Linked DNA regions of Danio rerio: region 1 is linked to region 2. Evidence: chromatin contacts called from public Micro-C data. All regions are on one chromosome and are shown on one strand. Each heading gives the region's core, a stretch centred on a gene start, on an enhancer-like site or on the middle of the called end of the contact. The rest is flanking DNA. Distances are from core to core; before and after follow the strand shown. Region 1 overlaps agtpbp1 (ATP/GTP binding carboxypeptidase 1). Region 2 overlaps rasef (RAS and EF-hand domain containing).

Region 1 (7,373 bases), core at 2,101-4,600, 290 kb after region 2:
CGCAATAACCTTACTAAGAGTGATGATGGTTTTATGGCCCTCTTGTTAAGCAGTTAAATGGTTTAATGTGTGGTCTGGTGGTTGGGCTGGTTTTAGTGGGTTTTTAATGGTTTTAATGGTGTGAGGGGGAAGAAACTGGATCCGAGCGAGACGGGCCGAGGGGACGGGAGGCCAGACTCAAAGTGGATTAGCGGGCGTTTTGATCAGGTGATTAGATGAGCGTAATGAGCAGAGTGCTTCTTTTTTTCACTCAAGTGCACCGGGCCCCATGTGACCAGCAGCTCCTCAAGTGGAGCCGGCCATTAGAAGAGGCTGCAAGATCCTGAGTGTGTGTGTGTCCATTACAGAAATACACACGCTGGGAGGGGCACAAGTACGTTCCCAAGAAGCTTCTAGACTCTTCTGACATCATGGATCATGGTGGCTATTATTGTTCTGAACATTATTGCGGGCTCCTAGATGCTTAATGTTGTATTGAGATTCGATATGGCAGCTGTTGCGTCTTGTGTGGTTGTGTGCTGGTTACAATGACAGGACGTCCTGAGCTGGATCTGCTCATATGAACATTTGTTGTGTGTGTGTGTGTGTGTGTGTGTGTGTGTGTTGGTGACTGAGTGAGTCTGTATGTTTACCTGGTGATGTTGGGGATGTAGTGAGTGTGTGTGTGTGTGTGTGTATGTGTGTGTGTTTACCTGGTGATCTTGGGGATGCTGTGAGCATGTGTTTGTTTAACTGGTGATGTTGTGTGTGTGTGTGTGTGTGTGTTTACATGGTGATGTTAGGGATGTTGTAAGTGTGTGTGTGTGTGTGTGTGTGTGTGTGTTCACCTGGTGGTTATGTAGATGTTGCATGTGTGAGTATATGTTTACCTGGTGATGTTGAGGACGTGGTGTGTGCGTATGTTGCGTGTGTGTGTGTGTGTATGTGTGTTTACCTGGTGATTTTGTATGTGTTTTTACATGCTAATGCTGTGTGTGTGTGTGTGCTTTCCTGGTGATGTTGGGGATGTTTTGTGTGTGTGTGTTAACCTGGTGCTGTTGGATGTGAGAGTGTGTGTATATGTATGTGTGTGTTCACCTAATGATGCTGGGGATGTTGCGTTTGTGTGTGTGTTTACCTGGTGATGTTGGGGATGTGTGTTAGTGTGTGTGTGTGTTTACCTGGTGACGTTGGGGATGTTGCGGGTGTGTGTGTGTGTGTTCACCTGGTGATGTTGGGTATGTTGCGGGTGTGTGTGTGTGTGTGTTCACCTGGTGATGTTGGGGATGTTGCGGGTGTGTGTGTGTGTGTTCACCTGGTGATGTTGGAGATGTGTGTTAGTGTGTGTGTGTGTGTGTGTGTGTGTGTTCACCTGGTGATGTTGGGGATGCTGCGGGTGTGTGTGTGTGTGTTCACCTGGTGATGTTGGGGATGTTGCGGGTGTGTGTGTGTGTGTTCACCTGGTGATGTTGGAGATGTGTGTTAGTGTGTGTGTGTGTGTGTGTGTGTGTGTGTTCACCTGGTGATTTTGGGGATGTTGCCTGTGTGTGTTTGTGTGTGTGTGTGTGTGTGTGTGTTTATCTGGGGATGTTGCGTGTGTGAGTGTATGTTTGTTTACCTGGTGATGTTGGGAGCATGTGCGTGTTTACCTGGTAATGTTGGGATTGTTGCATGTGTATGTTTACGTGGTAATGTTGGGAATTTTTTGTGTGTGTATGTATGTATGTATGTATGTATGTATGTATGTGTGTGTGTTTACCTGGTAATGTTGTATGTGTATAAATGGTGAAGTTGAGGATATTGTGTGTGTTCCCCTGATGATGCTGGGGATGTGAAGTGTGTGTTTACCTGGTGATATTGGAGATGTGTGTTAGTGTGTGTGTGTGTGTGTGTGTGTGTTCACCTGGTGATTTTGGGGATGTTGCCTGTGTGTGTGTGTGTGTGTGTGTGTGTGTGTGTGTGTGTGTGTGTGTGTGTGTTTATCTGGGGATGTTGCGTGTGTGTGAGTGTATGTTTGTTTACCTGGTGATGTTGGGAGCATGTGCGTGTTTACCTGGTAATGTTGGGATTGTTGCATGTGTATGTTTACGTGGTAATGTTGGGAATTTTTTGTGTGTGTATGTATGTATGTATGTATGTATGTATGTATGTATGTATGTATGTATGTGTGTGTGTTTACCTGGTAATGTTGTATGTGTATAAATGGTGAAGTTGAGGATATTGTGTGTGTTCCCCTGATGATGCTGGGGATGTGAAGTGTGTGATTACCTGGTGATATTGGGAATGTGGCGTGTGTCTATCAGCTCGTTCTCCATGTCCAGCAGATGAGAGTTGTGGTTGTGAAGCTCTAATGGGGACGTGAAGCGTCTGAGTCTCAGCAGAGCCAAACAAAACTGAGAGCCCATTTCCTCCAGTTCACTCGTACCAATCTGAAGACCCTGCAAACACAAAGATCTTCACTCATTTTGCTGATGTTAAAGCCTTATTTCAGTACACAGTAAATACATTATCATCCTCCCTGCTGAAAAATCCAGCTTAAACCAGCCTAGGCTGGTTGGCTGGTTTTAGCTGGTCGACCAGGCTGGTTTTAGAGGGGTTTTGGCCATTTCCAGGCTGGTTTCCAGCCATTTCCAGTCTGATCTTAGCTGGTCTGGCTGGGAGATGACCAGCTAAAACCAGCTTGACCAGCCTAGCCAGACTGGGAGCCCAGCCAAAACCAGCTATGTCCAGCTTAAACCAGGCTGGAAATGGCCAAAACCCCTCTAAAACCAGCCTGGTCGACCAGCTAAAACCAGCCAACCAGCCTAGGCTGGTTTAAGCTGGATTTTTCAGCAGTCATAGTTCTAGACACGATACCCCATATATTTAAAATATGAAAGATCTTGTGAAATTTAAAAAAAAATAATGATAAGTTACAATTAAGTGAGCTTTTACCTTGATGAGGTAAGTAAAATAGTCTAATTTCAAAGCGAAAACAACATTATCTAACCCCATTGGCAGATTCTTTATCTTGTTATAGAAAAAAAAAACTTTGATGTATTATTTCTAAAAACAAGACAATATTTTTGCTCATCTAGAAATGCTTCTTAATTTTTTTTATTTTATTTTAGATATTTTGTCAAGAAACAAGACAAAACTCTACGAGAAGCAGTGTAACACCAAGGCTCAGTGTGACAGAAAATGACTGTTGCTAAGTGATAATCCAACACATGCTAACACTAGTTTATTAAATGTAAATATTCAGCTGAGCTCTGACTTATTCAGATATTCGACAGAAAGAAGCTTCAGCCATGTTACTTAAACTCACAGAGACGCCATTATGCGTTCTGCAGACAAGACAGTGAGTCACACCATCAGAGACGTGAGAATGCTAAATATTTCACAGTTAGCCTGTAGCGCCATCTACTGTTCACATTCGTCATCAAAACAAGTCATGTAATATACAGAGACATTTATTTATCCAGACGGTTGGAAACACATCTGAGGTAATCAACAACATAAATTAGCCCAATGACATTAAGACTTATGTTTAGCTGTCGTGTGTTAGCGAATCATATTTTCTTTCTCGTTTTAAATTTGGTCTCCAGTTTGTAACAGATTTGCTGACTGTGAAAGTATGATGCAAATCAGCAATAGCGCTAAACCAGGGGTGTCCAAACTCAATCCTGGAGGGCCGGTGTCCTGCATACCCTACTAAAAAAAACAGCTTAAACCAGCCTAGGCTGGTTGGCTGGTTTTAGCTGGTTGGCTAGGCTGGTTTTAGAGGGGTTTTGGCCATTTCCATGCTGGTTTCCAGCCATTTCCAGCCTGGTCTTAGCTGGTCAGGCTGGGAGATGACCAGCTAAAACCAGCTTGACCAGCCTAGCCAGACTGGAAGCCCAGCCAATACCAGCTATGTCCAGCTTAGACCAGGCTGTTCAAGCTGGTTTTAGCTGGATTTAGCTCGTCATTTTCCAGCCTGATCAGCTAAGACCAGGCTGGAAATGGCTGGAAACCAGCCTGGAAATGGCCAAAACCCCCTAAAACCAGGCTGGTCAACCAGCTAAAACCAGCCAACCAGCCTAGGCTGGTTTAAGCTGGATTTTGCCGCAGGGTATTATTTCCAACCCTAATTAAACACACCTGAAGCAGCTAATCAAGCGGTTTAGGTTTACTAGAAACTTCCCAGCAGGTGTGTTGAAGGATGTTGGAGCTAAACTATGCAGGACACTGGCCCTCCAGAACCGAGTTTGGACACCTCTCTGCTAAACCAACTGAAATAATACTATAGTAATACCATATAGTTTTTGAGCCATATGGTACAGTGTTATATTATACTGACTCAAAAAAACAGCTTAAACCAGCCTAGCCTTTCGTTTTAAGGATATCTATAAGCTAGTGTGCTCCAAAACAGTGACAAAATTCGCATTTAGAAGATATAAAACATCCAAAGCTTGTATTTTCCACTTCCGCCTAAATCTTTCAACGATTTGTTACACGTTACCTCATACTTCAGTTTCTCATCAAAACTTGACCAATCAAATGCTCTCTAGTATCTGACATGCCCCACCTCTTCTTCTCATTTGCTTTTTATTGATGCGCTTGAGCTCAACCACTCTCACTGTCAAAGTGGTGAAAAAACAAAACACTATTGACTATTGACACTATTGTTTTTTTTTTTTTAAAGGGAGGAGCTACTTTATGTCCCGCCCTCTCTTCATGTTTTAGTTGAGATTACGCTAAACAGAATAAAAAAAATTCACATTTCAAAGCACTTCACGTGACCATTAGATAGAAAAATCTAACTAACCTTCTGTGTTTGTGTAAAAATAGTCGGAGCTCACCTTGTATTTGCCCTGGTCACAGCCACAAAGTGTGCTCTCCATGGTGTAACTGCGCTGCACGCCGATCTCCCGCCACACCACCACACGCGCCGTGGCTTCTTTAGAGCGTTCCACCACAAAACTGCAGCTGGACAGACTGAACGCTGGAGCCATCTGAGACAGCAGCTTAGGCAGAGTCTGCAACACGCCAACAATATACAGTTGAAGTCTGAATTATAAGCCCTCCTGAATTAATAGCGTCTCTATTTATTATTTCTGTTTGACGGAAAGGACATTTTTCTAAACATAATAGTTTTAATAACTCATTTCTAATAACTGATTTATTTTATCTTTGCCATGATGTCAAAAAAAGGTCCAATTTTAGGTAGAAAAATAGTAAAAACTCTGGTCACTTTGAGTGAGATGCTAATGGTCTAATCTGATTCAGTGATTTATGCTAAGCTAAGCTAAAATGCTCTCATCAGACCCAGAGAGTGGCTGGATGGATTAAAAAAGGGTAAAACTCAACTTTCTAACACCAGAGAGCCTTAAAATTAAGGTCGCATGGAGGTTGGGGATAGTACCTCTGGACTGGGCAACTGGGGTGGTGGTTCGCATTTTTAAGAAGGGTGTGCTCCAGCTATAGGGGAATCTCACTCCTCAGCCTCCCGGGAAAAGTCTACGCCAGGGTACTGGAGAGGAGGATTTGGCCAGTGGTTGAAGCTAGGATCCAGGAGGAATAATGCGGTTTTCGTCTGGGCTGTGGTACTGGACCAGCTCTACACCCTCACCAGGGTGCACGAGGGTTCATGAGAGTATGCCCAACCAGTCCACATGTGTTTTGTGGACTTGGAGAAGGCAATCGATTGGTCTTGGAGTATGGGGTCAGAGGCGCTCTGTTAAGGGCCGTCTCGTCCCTGTATGAACAGAGAAGGAATTTGGTTTGCATTGCCGGCAATAGACTTGTTTCCAGTGCATGTTGGACTCCAGCAGGGCTGCCCCTTGTCACCAATTATTTTCTTAATTTTTATGAACAGAATTTCAAGGGGTCCGGTTCAGGGATCATAGGATTTCATCTGTTATTTGCAGACAATGTTGTTCGATTGGCTTCATCGAACATGGACCTTCGGCATGCACTGGGGCAGTTTGCTGCCGAGTGTGACTCGGCTGGGATGAGAATCAGCACCTCCAAGTCCGAGGCCATGGTGCTCCGATGGAAAAAGGTGGTTTGCCATCTCCAGGTTGGAGGAGAGTCCTTACCCCAGGTGGAGGAGTTCAAGTATCTTGGGGTTTTGTTCACGAGTGAGGGAAGGATGGAACATGAGATTGAAAGTAGGATTTGTGCAGCGGCAGCAGTGATGCGGTTGATGTACTGGTCTGTTGTGGTGAAGAAGGAGCTGAGCCAAAAGGCAAAACTCTCGATTTACCGGTCAATCTACGTTTTGAGCTTTGGGTCATGACCGAAATGACAAGATCTCTAATACAAGCAGCCAAAATAGGTGAGGAGCTCTGACTCCCGGAAGGAGCTCGGAGTAGAGCCGCTGCTCCTCCACATAGAGAGAAGTCAGCAGAGGTGGCTCAGCATCTGTTTCAGATGCCTATCTAGGGGGGTGCTAGGCATGTCCCAGTGGGAGGAGGCCTCGGGGAAGACAGGACACGCTTGAGGGACTATGCTCTCGGCTGGCCTGGGATCCCCCCGGAGGAGCTGGAGGAAGTGTCTGGGGAGAGGTTCTCTCCTAAGTATGCTGCCCCCATGACCCAGCCCCGGAAAAGCAGATGAAAATAAATGAATAAATGAATATTCTAGCCAAAATAAAACAAATAAGACATTCTCCAGAAGAAAATATATCTAAATATATAAAGAAATATCTAGTAAAATATTATATACTGTTAAACATTATAAATGTTTCTTAAAAGCCCTTGCTTTGCAGTGGGCAGTCATGTGTACAATTTGTGAATGACACATTTTTGCAGGTTAATTTTAATAAATCACTTGGATGGACTGAGAAGAAGCTGTGAACTTAAAATAATGTCTGCATCAAGCTCACCAAAAAGTTGACAATAAAAACAAATGAGTCTAAAAACACCATGGTGTGTTACCCTGTATCCGAGGTCCTCGTTTAGGTCACATGTGCTGGTGTTCACACTGGACTGCCACATTGTCTCCTTAATACTGCAGCCGTACATGAAAACATTCTTCTTCCGTGAGTGACCGTGATAGTCGCAGAAAACCTACACCAACACACAACCACAGTTAACAGATAAACACACTGCTGGTGTCATTAAACAGATAAAACAGGGCTCTCTTAGATCAGCAGTGTCCCATCTTGCTATCTCTAACTCACTCGCCAGGAGATTTCTAGTGAGTCGGAATACCTTGATTAGCAGGTTCTATTGGGTTTAATTAGGGTTAGAGCTCGACATCCCAGACTTTGGGAATCATTTTTCCTCTCCAAGGCACTACTTTTCTATTATTTTTATATGTAAACACATGCTTGAAAGAAATGCTTTAAAGCATTGTGCATGCGAGTGCCGTGTTTTTTAAACAATGGCTGTGTCTCAATTCCAAGAATGCAGAGAACAGACTTGCGT
Region 2 (6,917 bases), core at 3,751-6,250:
ATCAAGCATCATTAATGAATGACAAAATATTTATAAAATATTGCATCATTCCTTTGACATGTCATGTTTTGATACATATGATGTCTAGGTTTTCTTAAGTAGTCATTTCATTAATAAAGCTAAAAGCCTTTGTATCTAAATTGAAATAATTATATTATTGTTTTATTTCTAGTGAGATTTATCTGGATTTTAAGTTAGGTAATTACTTTTCAGAATAATTCATCAGAAATGTTTTTTAAAATACAATTCTAATGATGTAATTAGTAATTCATGACTTGTTTTAAATAATTTACTCAACACTGCTCATAACTATGGCAAGGCAGAATCTGTGGATATTTTTTGCTATTTCTGCAGAGAATTTTGTAAAAAAATCTGCGGATTTATGCGGAATGATTTAGGGAGTATCATACTGTAACAAAAAAATTGATCTATGAAATACAAAATAATTACTTGTATTTAATGTTTACAATGCAAATCCATCCAGATCCACTTATTTGGTAAACAAAGCAAGTCTATTATATATGTATACTAAAAGACAGAAAATATAACTTTTGAAATATGAAAATATGATTCCATCCCCACCTGCTGGTGAAAGAGCAGCTGGCAATCTTCAATCTGCAATCTATTGCTTTTCCTGCAGTTCCCGGATGTAATGTTGAATTTTAACAGTCGACTTTAAACCACTGAATTTATGGAAGCGAATATTTGAACTGAAATAAAATGAACTGAAAATTGCCTTTTGAATATTATACATCGTATTTTTAAAGAGTATTGAATATGTTGTAAGTGAAATCTGAAAATTGAAAATGAGTTATTGAATTTTCAAGTATGAAAACGTGTTTGAAATATTTTTTCATTGAAATATTCACAGCTTAAATAAACAGCTATGTTAAACTTCAGGACCTAAAAATACCAACCCTGGAATTCAAGTCATTAAAATGCAAGAACTTGTTAATATGGTGTATTATATTTTTCAGTTTGTGCTATTCAACAAGCTTTTTAATTCAATAGTTTTGGCATTGATTTTGTTCCATAGACTTGACAGTTTGTCAAGTCTATGGAACAAAATCAATGCCAAAACTATGGGTTGGGGATGGAAGGGCATCCACTGCGTAAAACATATGCTGGATAAGTTGGCAGTTCATTCCGTTGTGGCGACCCCAGATTAATAAAGGGATTAAGCCGAAAACAAAATGAATGAATGAATTTTAAACTGAAGTACACTATGAGCTAAATGTTGGACACTCTGTTGTCTTTTTGCAGGTTTCGGAGCATTGCTAAGTCATACTTCAGGAGAGCGGATGGAGTTCTTCTGCTGTACGACGTCACCTGTGAGAAGAGCTTTCTGAATGTGCGAGAATGGGTCGACATCATCGAGGTATGTCCTCCACAGCGTCTCATTTAAATAATGGCTATCATAGTAATAATATGTAAGGGATGAGGGTTTTTCGGGAATACTTCATTCTGATTAGTCAATCACGACATTCCAAGGTATGTTTTTTCGTGATAACAGCCACCGAAGCTACTTTGATTTATATTTATCATCATAGTATACTAACTTCGAACCATCCTATTTACCATTGGGGCGGCACGGTGGCTCAGTGGTTAGCACTGTCACCAAGCGTCCCAGCTGGGCCATTTGGCATTTCTGTATAGAGTTTGCTTGTTCTCCCCGTGTTGGCGCGGGTTTGCTCTAAGTGATATATATATATATATATATATATATATATATATATATATATATATATATATATATATATATATATATATATATATATATATATTGTAATCAGTCAATGAAGTTACCATAAATGGTTTCTCGTGCACCCAATAAAGTAAAGGGTTACATCCGTACATCATCTGGTTGCTGGGTTGGCTTAAAACGCTGCTGTGATTGTTCTCTGATGCAGGATGTTTCTCAGGATGACATTCCCATCATGCTAGTGGGCAATAAGACAGATCTGAGGAAGGAGGCTCTTCAGGACGGAGTCACCTGCATTCCAACCAGCTATGGAGAGAAACTGGCCATGGTTTGTGTGTTTCTCTGACATTTAGTCTTGCTTTCAGCTTTTAACAGGGACTCGAAAATGAAAAGTGTCTTCGTCTTACTCTCATGCACACCACGTGACTTTGATTCTCTCTGGAATCACGAACAGAGGAACTTTGAGCTTCAAAACAGTCATCAAAGCAGCGCAGCAGCAGTCTGTGCAGCTGAATCTCGATATTCTGAAATCTTTTTTTTGTCACTCAAAACTCTCGCATGCCTCAGAAGATTGGACTCTTTGAATTTAAAATGAGGATATTTTTTCAAGCAGTGGCCTAGATTTTATTAAAAAAAGCACAACAGTGGCTCAGTGGTTCGCACTCACAGCAAGAAGGTCACTGGTTTGAGTCTCAGCTGGGTCAGTTGGCATTTGTGTGGAGTTTGTATGTTCTCCCTGTCTTGGTGTGGGTTTTCTCCGGGTGCTCCGGTTTCTCCAGTCCAAACACATGTGCTATTGGGGAATTGAATAAACTAAATTGGCCATAGTGTATGAGTGGGTGTGGGTGAATGTGAGAGTATGGGTGCTGCTTCCTAGTTCTGGGTTGCAGCTGGAAAAGCTTCCACTGTGCAAAACATATGCTGGAGTAGTTGGTGGTTCATTCCTGTGGTGACCTCTTAAAAAACAAAGACTAAGCTGAAATAAAATGAATGAATGAATGTTTTATTTGTTGCCATGTTTTTTTTTATTTTAATTTCATTGTATGTTGATATTCATTCATTCTCTTTTTGCCTTCGTCCCTTTAACAATGTTGGAATATCTAGCCAATTCCATGCGTTTTCAATAAGAAAAAAATGCAAAAAATATTAGTAATTTATTAGATACAAATGAATAATTCGATGACAGAGAGGAATTACATACAAGAGGTTCGCAACTATTTTACATTTTCTGACTCCATCCTAAATACACAACCGATAGTCCTTTGGCTCTGTAGTGGCTTTCCAATTGCCGCTATTGTTGGTAGAGCAAGCAAGTTTCGTACGCGTAAAGTCAGAGTCCGTAGGCAAATAAAAACGTCTTTATTTTCCAATCAACTTTCAATCAACAGAATTACTCAATCACTTTCCTTAATCTATACTTTTCCTACTTAGATTTTTTGTCTTGTTTCTAGTCCAAATATCTGAAAGTTCTTAAATCAAGAAGCATTTTCTAGACAAGCAAAACATATTGTCTTGTTTTAAGAAATAATATGCCAAAATGGGTTTTCCTTAAATCAAGCTAAATAATCTGCCAATGGGGTAAGCAAAATAATCTTAACACAAATCGAAAAACAAGATTATCCATTTACTATGACCATTTATGTGAAGCTGCTTTGACACAATATGCATTGTAAAAGTGCTAAACAAATAAAGCTGAATTGAATTTAATTAAATGTTCATTTTTAGGTGAAAACAATCCATTTAAACCTTTAAACTCCTTCCCTTGGCTAATAGTTTTTTTTTTTTTTTTTTTTTGCATAAATGCTAAACTGTGTCTCTTCTATATATTCAGACATACAGTGCCTTATTCTGTGAGACGAGTGCAAAAGATGGATCCAACATCATTGAAGCTGTTCTTCATTTAGCCCGGTAAGTCCTGCTCCTGAATAAAAAACATATTAGTATAGTCAATAATTGTGATGATTAGCAAAAACAATGTGCTATAGGCAGAGGATGAGTGTACGCTCTTCATAGAATGGATGTGAATTTAAACGAAGTTCACACACACAAAAAACAAAACATTTTTCATTTGTTGAACAGTTTACAGCAGTGCTTCTTAAACTGTGGTATGTGTACCACTAGTGGTACGCATGCTTTCTTCTAGTGGTACAGGGAGCAATCGCTGAATAATTAAAGTAAAAAATAAATGAACACAATTTTAACCCTTTAACGTGTTCGATAACATCGATGTGATCTGTAAATTGATTTTAATAGGCTAAACCTTTTATTTTATTTTCAATATTGTTATGTATTCAATTATTTGAAGCTAATTTCCTCCCCGTATTTGTAACGGTTGTTGGGGGCATATCCTGTATTAATATATCCCAATGTTGACATGTGTAGTTTAATCACTTGCTTTTCTGACACACAAAGCCTACTCTAACGCACAATAAGCAGATCTAATTTCTAATTACAATTTTTCTATCCAATTCGAACATTTAAAATACACGTTAATGATTTTAAAGATAATTTATAAAAAAAAAAAAAATAATGAATATGATGACATAGTCTATATTTATGAGGTCCAAGCAACATTTCAGGTGTTTTGATGAATAGGCTACTTTATGATAATACCTTACATTTAAGTACAGCAGTTTTCTTTTTTACTTTTTGAGAACAGTGCCATTTTTAATTAACTTTTAAAGCACGTTTTAATTTAAATGTTTACATTTTGTTTATTTTTTTTACCTGAAAGCACAGTACAGCGTTAATGCTAAAACTATTTAGAATGGTTAAAGTGGCTGACAATGATAAATATTTATAATAATAATAATAAGTAATCTGGCTTGTTTTGAACTGTGCACAGCTTTAGCCGCTTAATAAGGCCTAATACGCAACTGTATTTCAATACCGGTCGTTATGGTGGTACGTGAAGAGACGATTATTATCTGAGGTGGTACTTATAGTGAAAAAAGTTTGAGAACCACTGGGTTTACAGTATTCCACAGAAAGACAATAAATTGTCTTATAGCTGCTTGTTCATGTTACTTATTAAAATGAGCTGAAACAACACAATTCTTGAGATTTTGGAGAGAACCAATTAATTGCTTAATTGTTCAACCCCCTTAAATTTGTAAAAAAATAAAAAATAAAAAATGTGGCTCTGTTAAATAGCACTTCTGGGGGGAAAGAAATAAAATTTGCACAGATTTTGTCACAGATTTTATATGCAAACAGAATCATTTGTAATAATAAGACAAGGCACAAGAGGGCAGCAGAGTCATAGCTCTTGGGTTATTTTCACTCCCTGTTTCCTCTCTCTTTTTTCCTTGTACGTTAAAGAGAGGTGACCAAACACGCCGACGATTACAAAGAGCCTGTGTCAGTGGCCAAACTGTCTGGAAATCATACCAAGAAGATGTCCAGTCCAAACTGCTGCATGGGCTGATGGATAAACCCGTCGACTTCCACACACTGATCAAGTATTTAACCGTTCAACTATTTATTCAGCGCGTCATGAAGGAAAACCAAGTTGGAGAATTTTTACCGTGGTAATAACTTAAGAGGTAAAGTTGGTTTTATATTCGCACATTCGTTAGCAGTCTCTATTGTGTTTACCTTGTTAACGTTACTTTGAATATTCGATCGGAATTAGCATGCTAGTATGACTTCTAAACAACATTGACACTGTCTAATTCACTGTGAACAATGTTGTACTTTGATAGTCACTGGCTGCTTATATGATTTCCCTGTTTAGAATTTGCAAAGAGTACTTTTCTGAAATTATATTATTAAGGAGAATGTCTGAATATCCGAATATAAAACCAACTTTACCTCCATTGCTAAATATCTTCAAGTATTGTCTTCAGGATTTTATGAAAATCTTTGCCTTAAATAGCCCTTATAACTTTTATACCGCAGCTGATTATTAGCCCAGAGTTTACTGTGCTGCACCTTACTATTTATTGTGTGTAAAACGAAGAGAATGTTGTCGTAGTTCTGTAATAGATCTACTGTATGAAGTGTGTGTTACTGTATGAAGTGTGTGTTTTGTAAGTTTAGATAATGTGAGCTCATTTCTGCCCTTAAAAAGTGTGAGTTTACATCTTACGTTTCTGATTTGTTTTGTCTCAATTCAGATTTTTGTCTCACTAGTTCAGATTCTTTTTTTTTACTTATAGTTCTGTTTATATCTTGCAATTTCCTTTTTCTTGTAATTCTTTGTTTATATCTCAGTTCTGTCTGCTTCTGTGAGGTTTTCCTCTTATATATGACCGCTTGCTCAGAACAACAAACTGAGCGTCATTTAAAACACTATAGACTGATTTTCTGCGGCCGCCATTTTAAACAGCGAAACCGAGGCTGCGGTGGGAAGAAACCCGGAAGTATCGCTCGAGTCACAGAGGAATGTTGTGTACCTGGCTGTATATCTTAACAGCGAAGAGAAATGGACACCAATTTATAATTTCACCGCCTTCCGAGTGACCCGAAGGTCTGTTCTGAATATGTAGCGAAAATAAGAAAAAGGATATCCAACCTTATTTTTAGCTAAGGAAAATGGCACTAGTTAGCTAACATTTTCTTTCCCAAACACACAATTTAGATGCCTTATATTAAACTTAAGTTAATGAACTGATTCCTTTACCATATTAGGCTTGTCTTGATACAAAATTTTTGTACTGAAATGTAAAAAAAAAAAAAAAAAAATGTCAGCTGCGTCCCAAATGGCACACTATGCACTCATGCACTATGTACTTATGCACTTACACACTCAACAGGATAGTATATGTATGTAGTGTTGTCCCAAATGGCATGCTAATGTTTTTTTACTAAGTGGAAATTTAAACCGTTTCCCTGACGGTTTGACGGTTGCCAAATAAGTGAAATAAACGACCGAATTATCAAATAATACCTGCCGTGAGGATTGCCGCATTCACCATCGTGAGGCGCTGTAATCACTCTCGTAGGAGAATTTTGCTTTCACCATCCAAAATAAATAAAGTTATTCAACATGTGCGTTCGATAGCTCCGCCCCTTCCGCTACGTAAACAAACCTGCGGTCGTTGAGTGCGTGAAGTGTCCATCATTACACACTTAATTTTAGCGGCTGAATGAGTGCATCATCCGGGTAATTAAAGTGCACTTATTATTTTTTAGAGTTTTCAGTGTGAACGCACTACTTACACTATTTATATTACAAAATGGCGTAGAATAGTGCACAAGTATGCGATTTGGG

Evidence for each region. A called contact is a pair of places that touch in the nucleus more often than the background predicts.
Region 1: a Micro-C map of caudal fin shows a contact between it and region 2, with 13 times the contacts expected there. The contact joins two enhancer-like sites. A contact is called at or near these places in 2 of 18 Hi-C or Micro-C datasets (caudal fin and hematopoietic stem cells).

The regions. Positions count from the first base shown.
Region 1 is chr8:59,663,666-59,671,038 of GRCz12tu, forward strand. agtpbp1 (ATP/GTP binding carboxypeptidase 1) reads right to left here. Exons shown (of 26, transcript NM_001024445.2): 23 at 6,882-7,013; 24 at 4,803-4,979; 25 at 2,248-2,417. Among named protein-coding and RNA genes, the nearest start is that of agtpbp1, 44 kb to the right of the region's middle. Within about 2 kb of position 3,351, at least 8 of the 62 cell types and tissues checked have an H3K27ac peak or open chromatin away from gene starts, as enhancers often do. A contact at or near this core is called in caudal fin, where this site is marked.
Region 2 is chr8:59,374,926-59,381,842 of GRCz12tu, forward strand. It overlaps rasef (RAS and EF-hand domain containing), which reads left to right. Exons shown (of 18, transcript XR_012384794.1): 14 at 1,264-1,378; 15 at 1,911-2,030; 16 at 3,534-3,610; 17 at 5,024-6,015. Among named protein-coding and RNA genes, the nearest start is that of rasef, 33 kb to the left of the region's middle. Within about 2 kb of position 5,001, at least 22 of the 62 cell types and tissues checked have an H3K27ac peak or open chromatin away from gene starts, as enhancers often do. A contact at or near this core is called in caudal fin, where this site is marked.